Regions from separate parts of the Capra hircus genome. Here region 1 is linked to region 2. The links are chromatin contacts, called in public Hi-C maps. All regions are on one chromosome and are shown on one strand. The core of a region is the stretch at or near the end of the contact, and the rest is flanking DNA. Distances in the headings are between cores, read along the strand shown. Region 1 overlaps ANXA6 (annexin A6). Region 2 has its middle 8.4 kb from the start of ANXA6.

What was found. A called contact is a pair of places that touch in the nucleus more often than the background predicts.
Region 1: a Hi-C map of blood shows a contact between it and region 2, with 6 times the contacts expected there. The contact joins two enhancer-like sites. A contact is called at or near these places in 2 of 5 Hi-C or Micro-C datasets (both in blood).

What each region holds. Positions count from the first base shown.
Region 1 is chr7:48,025,873-48,031,628 of ARS1.2, reverse strand. It overlaps ANXA6 (annexin A6), which reads right to left. Exons shown (of 26, transcript XM_005683185.3): 13 at 5,743-5,756; 14 at 4,377-4,455; 15 at 2,619-2,700; 16 at 1,948-2,042; 17 at 1,354-1,467. Among named protein-coding and RNA genes, the nearest start is that of ANXA6, 29 kb to the right of the region's middle. Within about 2 kb of position 1,923, at least 1 of the 5 cell types and tissues checked has an H3K27ac peak or open chromatin away from gene starts, as enhancers often do.
Region 2 is chr7:47,987,754-47,994,011 of ARS1.2, reverse strand. No RefSeq gene overlaps it. Among named protein-coding and RNA genes, the nearest start is that of ANXA6, 8.4 kb to the left of the region's middle. Within about 2 kb of position 2,256, at least 2 of the 5 cell types and tissues checked have an H3K27ac peak or open chromatin away from gene starts, as enhancers often do.

The DNA.
Region 1 (5,756 bases), core at 674-3,173, 38 kb before region 2:
TGTTCTCTTTACCCACTGACCAGACCTTGGCGCAATCAAAGGACTACACCAGCTTGTAAAGATTTCCAGAACCCCCCACGAGAACTGCTTTGGACCAAAAATTTTAAAAAGCAAAGAATATAGCGTATACGGGTGTGTGTGTATAAAAACGCTTATATGCACATATCTCAATATAAATATTTATATATAAATACATAAAAAGGATAGAGGACATGCACCACGGTGTAACAGTGGCCGTGGTCTCGGGCGGGTGAGGGAATCACGGATGATTTCAATATTCTTTTTTGCTCTGCTCTATTTTCTCAAGTTTTCATGGTAAACACATTATTTGTCAGAAGAAAAAAAAATGTTCTGTGCTTTAAGGAAAACAACAAGGCAATATTTGCTTACATCTGGATTGGATGGGTGATACATGGACTGAGGCAGCTGGGGAGCCCCTTATGCTGAGGTCCTCACTTCGGCGGAGAGGAGGAAGCAGACAAGACAGGTTGACTGACTGATGAGCTCAAGTATCTGCTAAACACCCATTATGTGCCAGTCACTGTGTAAGCTGCTGGGGCAATGACTATAAAAAAGGTAAGACTAAAAAGGTAAGACAATTCTCTGTCTTGGGAGGTTACTGCCCAGGGGTCAAGCGTCCCTGAGTCCTCTGACCTGAAGGGTATCTTCATCAGTCTATTAAAAGTTGGTGTGGGGACTTCCCTGGCTGTTGAATTAAGACTCCACACGTCCAAGACAAAGGGCGTGGGTTCAATCCCTGGTTGGGAAACTAAGATCCTACATGCTCTTACAGTGTGGCCAAAAAGTTAAGAGATAATGAAAATAAAAGCTGATGTGTGGTGAGGACAGCCTGATCCTCAGAGTGTCCTAAGATCCACAGTGTAGCCCTATCCTTCTCATTTTGTGTTTTTAAGTCATCCACTTTTCTGTCCAGGAATTTTCAGGACAATAATCTTAACTGGCTTTGCCCAGGGAAAGTTTGTTCTTCCCTTAATCTTTAAGGAGCCTAAAACCCCAGCGGATTGATTCATGAGGCTGTCACATCAGGCTCTGGAGACAGACAGACTTGATCTGAATCCCAGCTCTGCCACTTTCCAGGGCTTCGACTCTGTGACCAAGTAACTTAAGCGCTGAGCCTTAGCGTCCTCATCTATAACATGGGGACAAAAGCAAAGCCTCACCTTGTGGGGTGACAAGACAAGGAACTACCAGCCAAGACCCCGAGCCCAGGACAGGCATGGGAGGGGCTCCACCGAGGAGCTACACCCAGCCCACCTGGGCTCAGGAGGAGCGCCTGTGCTCCCCCAGCGCCCACACAGACTGGACCCCGTCCCCTGGGTGCCCACACTTTACCTCCATGGCTTTCTTCAACTGCTTGGCATCATAATGGGCCGGCGGCATCATGAGCCCCAGAATGAGCCTTGCCAGGTCTCCGGAGAGCTCAGACTTCAGGTCAGCCATCAAGTCCTGCAGAGGGCAGAGCCAAGGTCACGTCAACATCGGCAATGGCCCACACGTGGCTTGGGACAGGTAGGAGACACGGAAGGAGGAGGTGGGGCTCCACAGGATATAGGAATCGTGGGCGTCTGTGTCTGCCTTGGCTGATGTTGGGTTCAAAACCACCACCACCACCACCGCCACAACCACAAAGAGGGTGGAGAAAACACCATGCAAGCGGGGGACCTGCCCACTCTCCCTGGAAGGAGGAGACAGGGAAGGAAAGGGGGTGGTACCATTTCCATCCTGGGAGAAACTAGTCAGCCAAAGCTAGATGCCACTAACACAGCTCAAATCCCTGATCGCAGCCCTAAGGGGAACCAGTCACAAACATACTGCTGATCACAGGGAACGCGGGGTGCAGCGGGAAGGAGAGGCGTGTGTCCACGCCAAGCTCCGTCAGAGGAAAAGTGCGGACGCAGGGCCCAGGGTCTAGGCTGAGGCCCTTACCCGGCCAAAGTGAGACTTGAAGGTCTGGCGGATTTGCTGCCGCTGGGCATTGCTGCGGTGGGCGATGATGTCGATGATGGTGTCCTCGTCAGTTCCTAAGACCCCAAAGCCACAGATCAGAGGAAGGCCTTGGCCCCCACCTCCCCCAGCGATGGGCCCCAGCCGTCTTTGCTGGGGGAGAGGCCAGGCTAGCCAGCTTAATGGCCCTGCAGGAGCCTTGCTTCTGGCCCAATCACTAACCTGGATTCCTTGTGCACTTTTCTGCTGGGTCACTAGTCAAGATAAAAGAGAACCCTGGGTTGAGGGTCAGGGCCTCTGAGTTCCAGTCCTGGGATACTGAGAACCCTAGATGGGTTATGGGGCTTGCTCAAAGTCACATGGTGAGTTAGCAATAAAGCCAGAGCAAAAACCCTACCTCAGCACTTCTATACCAGGACCTGGGAGCACCTTGGTCTCTGGGAAGGGTCCTGAGAAAGCCCCTCACTACCCTTCTCTCTATACTTCAGGGAGCCAGAGATTCCAGAGGGCTGGAGACTCAAGGCAAATAAAGTCCTCATCACCCTGCAGACTCCAGTCTGAAGCCTCAGCTCTTGCCCCTGCCGGTCCCATTGCAGACCCGCTACCCTCCAATGCCCCAGAGGCTAACCTGACCCCTTTCAGGTGCCCCTTACCAAGCCCCTTCATGGCTTTCCGCAAGGCTTTGGCGTCTGCATCAGGGTTGAAGTCACCAGCTGGGCGCACAGTTCCTTTCAGCTACAAGAGGCAGAAAGTGAGTCAGCAGGTGTCTGGAGGCCCCCCAGGGGCCAGGCCAGGAGAGGAGCATGCGAGGGAGGGGAAGCTTTCCCCAAGAGCCCCAAACCAAGCAGCTTGGGGGAAAAGGCGGGGGTGAAGGCGCAGCAGACAGACTCCTGCCCTAGAGCTGAGAGAGGGAGGAGACAGACCCAGGCTTGGGAGCAGGGCAGGGGCTGTCAAGGGCAGAGGGGCCGGGCTCCTGCCCCAAGAGCCAGCTCTGGCCCCGCCCCACTGGAAACCAGGCTCTCACAACCCAGCCCTGCTCCCAGGGTCCTCTTATTTCATAGAGCAACGCTCTCCCTGAAAAGGTAAGCAAAATGTTCTGAAATACTGGAACAGAGCTGCCCAGATTTCAGTCACCCCTGAATGATCTTCCCAGTGTTTTCTGTATCTGCGCATGCCCTATGCTGTTTCTTAACATTTTAACTTAATTCAGCCACTTTTCTGTTTTACTTAAATGCATTCATTTTGAAGTGCACTGAATACTCCTAAAGGGCAAGTCCATTTCATTCTTTGATATAACGCGAGTACCTGACACAGGGGTAAGCACTCAAAAAATATCTGCTCAATGAGTTAACAAATGAAAACAATTTTATATTACTATTATGAACAGAAAGTTGGTGTCATAATCAGATAACCCACAAAAATAAATGCCATAAAACCAAAAATATATGGTTTCAAATATCACCAAATTTAACAAGATACCATGGCTTGCCAAGAGCTCTGAACCTGAAGCTAGCTCTCAGCTCGTCATGAAAAGAGAACATCAGCGACTGTGGCAAGGATGTGGCACCAAGCTGAGACTTCCTCCTCGACATTAACAATAATTGATTACTGATTTAAATATTGGTTAAACCAAAGTGGAGTAGCTTTCACACTGCATGAGGATCAGTGTTATTTAATGCCATGCAGGTCTCTCCCCAACAAAAAGAACACAATTCACTCCTCATATGACGTAAGATCATCTTCAGTGACAGCTCTTGCCTTACAACTTGGGAAACACTGTCCTAGAGCATCGTGCACAGGAGCCCTTGGAGGGCACGCGGACTGCCATGTCCAACAGCCTCTTTTTGGAGACAGAGACAGAGAGAGGTGGGGGCCTGCCAAAGGTAGCTAGCGAGTGAGCAATAGAGTCCAAGGTTCCAAATATTTTTGTAGGGGCCAAGTGCTACCTCGGGGCTGGTTTGCCCTGAGGACTTCTGTGAAACTTTTTATTTTTGCCCTGTGTAGACCCTGGGTCTGAGGATGCTCAGGAGAACTAAGAATCCTCTAGTACACCCAGGGATGCCCATCTGTTCTCAGCTTCCATGCCTCCAAAACCCAACTACTGGACCCAGGATGGGATAGGCCCCTCCAAAGAACCAACCAAGTCTCCATTCAGCAAGATCTGAATGTAGTTAGTGGGCCAGAAGGCTCCCCAGCGTGTTAGAGGTGAATGCAGGAATCAGATGCCAACACCAGAGTGCCCGCCCACCAATCCATCACTGCAGAGAAGAGGAAGCTTAGAGACGTGAGACTCGGTGTCTCTGGTTGGCCACCAGGGGGCAGCTGGGTGCCAACCAGAGCAGCAGGAAAGTGCCAGCAGAAGAGTGGAAGCTGTGGTCAAGAGGTCAAGCAGGAGGTGGGGAGGGTCTGACCTCTACTCGGGCCACTGCACTAAGTTCCCACATCTGATAGGCCACCTGCGCTGCCTCCGGGAAGAACTGGCCAGCAGCACTGGAATGGAGGGTGTTAGGGAGAGGACAGGAGGGAAGGTCATCGTGGGCACACTTCACACACAACACACACACACACTTCAAGTAAACCCATCTGGCTTTACCCTCTCTCCAGCCGCGGCCTTACCCACTCACCAGAGCCGACCCTTCACCTCTGAGAACCTTCTACCCTGTTTCGACTCCCGACAATGCTAGCTCTGACCAGCAGCCTTCCTGGCCCCCAGTCCCAGGCAGGAGATTTCTCGAATCCCTCATCCTCCCCTTTCCTACATAAGTCTCCCCTCTCAAACACGTCCACGACCAGCTTCGAGCCATGTCATCTCTACCTCTCCTTCTGCCAAGCACCTTGGTTTACCAGCTGCCAGGTAAGTATCTGCTGAACTGAACCAGCTCCTAAGGCACCTACCAAAGGTAAACAGGAGGCTCTCGTATTCCCTGTTTAACTGGATCCTTAGACGTTCCGGAGAAGGGAGATCAGAGTACCTGTTGTTCCCTTCCCAGCAACCCAAATCTGGTCAAGTTATGCTCCAATTTACTTCTCCTCCTGTGACGGGTTCTCTGCTCTCCTTAGGTGAGATTCATGCACCAGGAAGAAGTTCCAGGCCCCGCCACCTCTCAGCCTCATATCTTCCCAGAGCAATACAAAAGTGTGACCTCAGCTACATAAATGAGCCAGGTGGCACCTTCTTATCTCCAGGCTCTCTCTCCACCCCAAACACTCTCCCTCCAGGCCGTGTCTTCACCCCATCACCTTTCTCCCTGGATCTCAGCCTCATTATCTCCAGGAGCCTCCCCACCCCCACCTGGAGAGTTCACATAGACACGTACACCTCCCCACCATGGACACATGCCCAGGTCTGTGTGCTTTCCTAGGCCGGAGGCTTCATCAATGCTTCCCCTCAAGGCCTGCACGTGGAGAGCGCTTAATGCATAGATGCTGAATAAAGGAGCAGCCAGGGCAGGCATCTCTACCTTTTCCATTTAACAGATGATGAGCCAGAGAAGCACCTGAGAAGTTAGCAGCAGGGCCTAGACCCTCATATTCTGATTGCTGACGCACATCCCTAGACTGCTTTCCAAGTTCACATAAGCAGACGTCTCCATGTATGGGAGACCACACTCATGTGTGCGTAACATGGGCGCTCAGACTTTCACCATGCGGTGTTCTGACCTTCGAGGAATTCCCAAGTCCATCTAATCCATCCATCCATCAGAATGAGGTCAAGAGAGTCCTGACCGGCCACACCTGAGGCCACGCCCTCCAGCCTGGGGCCAGGAGGCCACTTACTCATCATCTCCCCC
Region 2 (6,258 bases), core at 1,007-3,506:
GAAAGCCTTTATTTAGACATTGTAGGTTGATCCACCCATCCAGCTGCATAATATCTGGTTCTAAAGGGGGTTGTCATAATAGAAAGGGCAGTATGGATAGTCTTCTGCAGGGGATAAATCTCAGTGTTACAAAAAGGATGGATAGCAGGTAGGAGAACATTGTGGTGGACATTCAGAGGAACAGGAAGGAGCAGAGGGAGCTAGCGAGAGCACTCTTAGGACTTCAGAGGATTTTTCCAAAATGGAAATGCTCTGAGATCCCCAACCAAGCATCGAAAGTCTTAACCACTGGATTGCCAGGGAAACCCCACTTACCAATTCTGTATGCAGTAGTGTGTATATGTTAATCCCAAACTCCTAATTTATCTCCCCCCTCTTCCTTTTGATAACAATAAGATTATTTTCTCTGTTTGTGAGTCTGTTTCTGTTTTGTAAATAAGTTCATTTGTATCCTTTTTTAGATTCTGCAAATAAGCTATATCATATATTTGTCTTCCTCTGTCTGACTTACTTCACTTGGTATAATAATTTCTACAAACTAGTGAGTTTTGTATTATACCTGATTAAGGACTAAACTTTTAAAATGAAAACTGTGAGATCTTGTGTCTGTTTGTGTAGATATCTATGTATGTACATTATAAATATAGATATGGTGTTTTTTTCTACGTTCAGATGGTGTTGCTAAAACTAATTTGTAAAAGAGCTCTATTTAATTGGCTTAAAACAAAAAAGCACTGTATAAATTGAGTATATCCCCTGATATATAACAGAAACTAAGCCAAATGTTTTTTAGGTTCACATGATCTAGGATTAATCCACGGTAAATAAAGCTAATTTGTTTACTGGCTTATTCCTATTGGTCTGCTCTTGATAATAAGTGACTGTAAAAGGTAGAGCCTGTTTTGTCAAAATTGCACCTTATTTTCTACATTGTCTTTATCAGGTCTTTAGTCCTCCGGATATTAAAAAAGCTAAATTTTGCTCAGAACTATATAACCTTCTATGTTTGCCTGTGAAGTCATTGTTATTATTATTTAAATGAATAACTAAGTATATTTTCACAATGACCTATGATCCTGTTTGACCAAGTGTTTTGAAAAACTTTGATATTTTTGACAGACTTTCCAAAATGAAATTCTCAACAAAGTCTTTGTGACTTAGAACTAACTCTGAGATTTGAAATATTTCACAGGGTCTCTCAAATCTACCAAAGATTTGTTTTCTCTCCTTGTAGAAAAGGAGATGTTAAACTAATTAGATATGGTATTTAATTGATACCATATGGTATTTAACTGATACCTTATTTGATACGTTACATTACGCGGGAAGCACGGTTTCCCGTGCTGTGAAGAGCAGACTCGGTGGGTTGTTGCAGGTACAGACTTGACTGGAATGGGCTGAGGATTACAAACACCAGCTACTTATTCCAGGAGCTTTGCTGTAAAGGCCAGCAAAGATACGTGGCAGTTTCTGGCAGGAGGATGGGGTCAAGAGGAGGGTTCTGGGTTTTTTTTTAATGATTGGAGGCATCACAGCATATTCACGTGCTGATGGGAACGATCGGATAGAGACGGACAGCACAGATGATGGACAAAGAGTGGGACCTAGGGGACGTCCTTAGTGGCTCAGTAAAGACTTCAAGCTCCCAATGCAGGGGCCTCGGTTTGATCCCTGGTCAGGGAATTAGAGCCCGCAGGCTGCAACTAAAGTTCCCGCATGCAACAACTAAGACCTTTATTTACTTGGTGCAGTCAAATAAATAATAATTTTTTTAAAAATAGTGGAATCTAGTGCGCAAATGTAGGGATTTGCAGTAAGGTTAACTGAAGTTCAGAGAAATTATGGCCTTTGCCCAAAGTCAGCCCAAGGGACTGAGAGCAGGAGTGAAAGCCAGGTCCCCTTAACTGCAGAGCCCAAGGCCTTATTTCCTGAGCTTCAGAAAGAAGTCTAATATATCAGTAATTCTTTTTGAGCCGATCATCTCCTTTCTGGGAATTAATCCTAAGAAATTTTAGTCCAAAGGAAATAGTTTGAAATACAGAGAAAGCTTTTTTAGGCCCAACGGTGTATTTCTTAACTGCAAAAAAGGAAACAAGCTAAGCATCCAGGGACTGTGGAATAGCATATGTCACACAGCCTCACTGGCTGGCGGAAACAAAGCCTGAAAGGAGACAAACAAAGGATGTCTGTGTTAGGAAGGGAGAGCAGGCCACGATGACTTCATGTCTTTGGCGCTGGCCCAAGCCCCCTCCTCCACGGGGTGGCCCTTCCGAAAGTGTGGTGCTGTGACACAGGCCAGCACAAGGGACCGCGATTCCAGACTTCTCACTTCCCTTCGCTGGACTGTGGTTTCTCGAAGATGAGAGAGCTTCAAGATCTGGTTGGTGACGCTAGTTGGTGACGCTGCCTGCCATGCAGGAGAGGTTCAGTCCTTGGGTGGTGAAGACCCCCTGTAGGAAGGTGTGGCAACTCACTCCAGACACTGGCAAGGAACACAGGCGTGCACGCCCCCTGGGGAAGCTTGAGACGGTCCCATACTGCCACCTACTGGCAGTTTCTAGTTCTGCCTGCCTCTGTCCAGAGAGGGGAGCCACTGCTGGGTGGGCCCAGAGATGGGTCTCATTTTATTTTTAAAAAGTTTGGCCGTACTACATAGCTTGTGGGGTCCTAGTTCCCTGGCCAGGGATTTGACTTGGGTTCTCAGCAGTGAAAGTGTGAAGTCCTAACTACCCGACCACCAGGGAATTTCTGGGTCTATTTTATTATTTTTTATTTATATTTTTAGGCCACACTGCACTGCATGTGGGGTATTAGTTCCCTGACCAGGGATCAAACCCACACCCTCTGCATTGAAAGCACAGAGTCTTAACCACTGGAACACCAGGGAGGTCGCCCCAGGTCGCACTTTAACTTCATTTCAGAAAGGCACCCCAGACTGCTCACATGGCAGCCAGGAATAACCTTTCCCTCCACCACTCCTCTAAAGGCCCGTTTCAGTGCCCAGCATTTCTCCATACGACTCGAGGGTCACTTCTGTCTAAGGAAAAGCACATAAGGGGTTTCGCTAGGCACAAAGCAGATTGTTTTCTGCTCTGGGGTCTTACGAAGACACTTAGTTTTGGGCAGGCAGCTCACTGAGAGGATAAAGAGATGGGGAAGCAGTGTACTAAAGGAAGACAGGCTTTAAAATCACAGATCCACTTTTCTCATTGTTTCATTCCTCATTATAAAAATAATGGGTGTTCATTATAGATAATCAAAAGATGAAAAAAAAAATTAAAACCGTGATTTTAAAATCCAAAGATAGCCTACATCATCACATCATTCTTTATCACAACAACAACACCAATAATAGCAACATTTACAGAGAACTTACGTGCCACTGGAGAAGGGAATAGCAAACCACTTCAGTATTCTCGCCTTGAGAAGCCCATGAACAGTATGAAAAGACAAAAAGATAGGACACTGAAAGACGAACTCCCCAGGTCAGTAGGTGCCCAACATGCTACTGGAGATCAGTGTAGAAAAAAACTCCAGAAAGAATGAAGGGATGGAGCCAAAGCAAAAACAACACTCATTTGTGGATGTGACTGGTAATGGAAGCAAGATCCGATGCTGTAAAGAGCAGTAATGCGTAGGAATCTGGAATGTTAGGTCCATGAATCAAGGCAAATTGGAAGTGGTCAAACAGGAGACGGCAAGAGTGAGTGTCGACATTTTAGGAATCAGCAAACTAAAATGGACTGGAATGGGTGAATTTAACTCAGATGACCATTATATCTACTACTGTGGGCAAGAATCCCTTAGAAGAAATGGAGTAGTCATCATAGTCAGCAAGAGTCCAAAATGCAGTACTTGGATGCAATTTCAAAAATGACAGAATAACCTCTGTTCGTTTTCAAGGCAAACCATTCAATATCACAGCAATCCAAGTCTCTGCCCTGACCAGTAACACTGAAGAAGCTGAAGCTGAATGGTTCTATGAAGACCTACAAGACCTTTTCAAACTAACATCCCCAAAAGATGTCCTTTTCATTATAGGGGACTGGAATGCAAAAGTAGGAAGTCAAGAAACACCTGGAGTAACAGGCAAATTTGGCCTTGGAGTACAGAATGAAGCAGGGCAAAGGCTAATAGAGTTTTGCCAAGAAAATGCACTGGTCATAGCAAACACCCTCTTCCAACAACACAAGAGAAGGCTCTACACATGGACATCACCAGATGGTCAACACCAAAATCAGATTGATTATATTCTTTGCAGCCAAAGATGGAGAAGCTCTATACAGTCAGCAAAAACAAAACTGGCAGCTGACTGCGGCTCAGATCATGAACTCCTTACTGCCAAATTCAGACTAAGAAAGTAGGGGAAATGACTATACCATTCAGGTATGACCTAAATCAAATCCCTTACAGTTATACAGTGGAAGTGAGAAATAGATTTAAGGGACTAGATCTGATAGACAGAGTGCCTGAAGAACTATGGATGGAGGTTCATGACATTGTACAGGAGACAGGTATCAAGACTATCCCTAAGAAAAAGAAATGCGAAAAAGCAAAATGGCTGTCTGAGGAGGACTTCCAAATATCTGTGAAAAGAAGAGAAGCAAAAAGCAAAGGATAAAAGGAAAGATATGAATGCAGAGTTTGAAAGAATAGCAAAGAGAGATAAGAAAGCCTTCCACAGTGATCAGTGCAAAGAAATAAAGCAAAACAATAGAATGGGAAAGACTAGAGAACTCTTCAAAAAAATAGAGATACTGAGGGAACGTTTCATGCAAAGATGGGCTCAATAAAGGACAGAAATGGTATGGACCTAAATGAAGCAGAAGATATTAAGAAAAGGTGGCAAGAATACACAGAAGAACTACAAAAAAGATCTTCACGATCTAGATAATCACGATAGTGTGATCACTCACCTAGAGCCAGACATCCTGGAATGTGAAGTCAAGTGGGCCTTAGGAAGCATCACTACGAACAAAGCTAGGGGAGAGGATGGCATTCCAGTTGCGCTATTTCAAATCTTGAAAGATGATGCTGTGAAAGTGCTGCACTCAATATGCCAACAAATTTGGAAAACTCAGCAGTGGCCACAGGACTGGAAAAGGTCAGTTTTCATTCCAATCCCAAAGAAAGGCAATGCCAAAGAATGCTCAAACTACCACACAATTGTACTCATCTCACACACTAGTAAAGTAATGCTCAAAATTCTCCAAGCCAGGCTTCAGCAATACATGAACAGTGAACTTCCAGATGTTCAAGCTGGTTTTAGAAAAGGCAGAGGAACCAGAGATCAAATTGCCAACATCTGCTGGATCATGGAAAAAGCAAGAGAGTTCCAGAAAAACATCTATTTCTGCCTTATTGACTATGCCAAAGCCTTTGACTGTGTGGATCACAATAAACTGTGGAAAATTCTGAAAGAGATGGGAATACCAGACCACCTGACCTGCCTCTTGAGAAATGTATATGCAGTTCAGGAAGCAACAGTCAGAACTGGACATGGAACAACAGACTGGTTCCAAATAGGAAAAGGAGTACATCAAAGCTGTATATTGTCATGAGAAGTGCTGGGCTGGATGAAGCACAAGCTGGAGTCAAGATTTCTGGGAGAAATATCAATAACCTCAGATATGCAGATGACACCATGCTTATGGTAGAAAGTGAAGAAGAACTAAAGAGCCTCTTGATGAAAGGTGTAAGAGGAGAGTGGAAAAGTTGGCTTAAAGCTCAGCATTCAGAAAACTAAGGTCATGGCATCTGGTCCCATAGCTTCATGGCAAATAGATGGGGAAACAGTGGCAGACTTTTTGGTCTCCAAAATCATGGCAGATGGTGATTTCAGCCATGAAATTAAAAGATGCTTACTCCTTGGAAGGAAAGTTATGACCAACTTAGACAGCATTATTAAAAAGCAGAGACATTACCTTGCCAACAAAGGTCCATCTAGTCAAGGCTATGGTTTTTTCCGGTAGTCACCTATGAATGTGAGAGTTTAACTATAAAGAAAGCTGAGCCCCGAACTGATGCTTTTGAACTGTGGTGTTGGAGAAGACTTTTGAGAGTCCCTGGGACTGCAAGGAGACCCAATCAGTCTATCCTAAAAGAAATCAGTCCTGAATATTCATTGGAAGGACTGAGGCTGAAGCTGAAACTCCAATACTTTGGCCACCTGATACGAAGAACTGACTCATTTGAAAAGACCCTGATGCTGGGAAAGATTGAAGGAGGAAGGAGAAGGGGGTGACAGAGGATGAGATG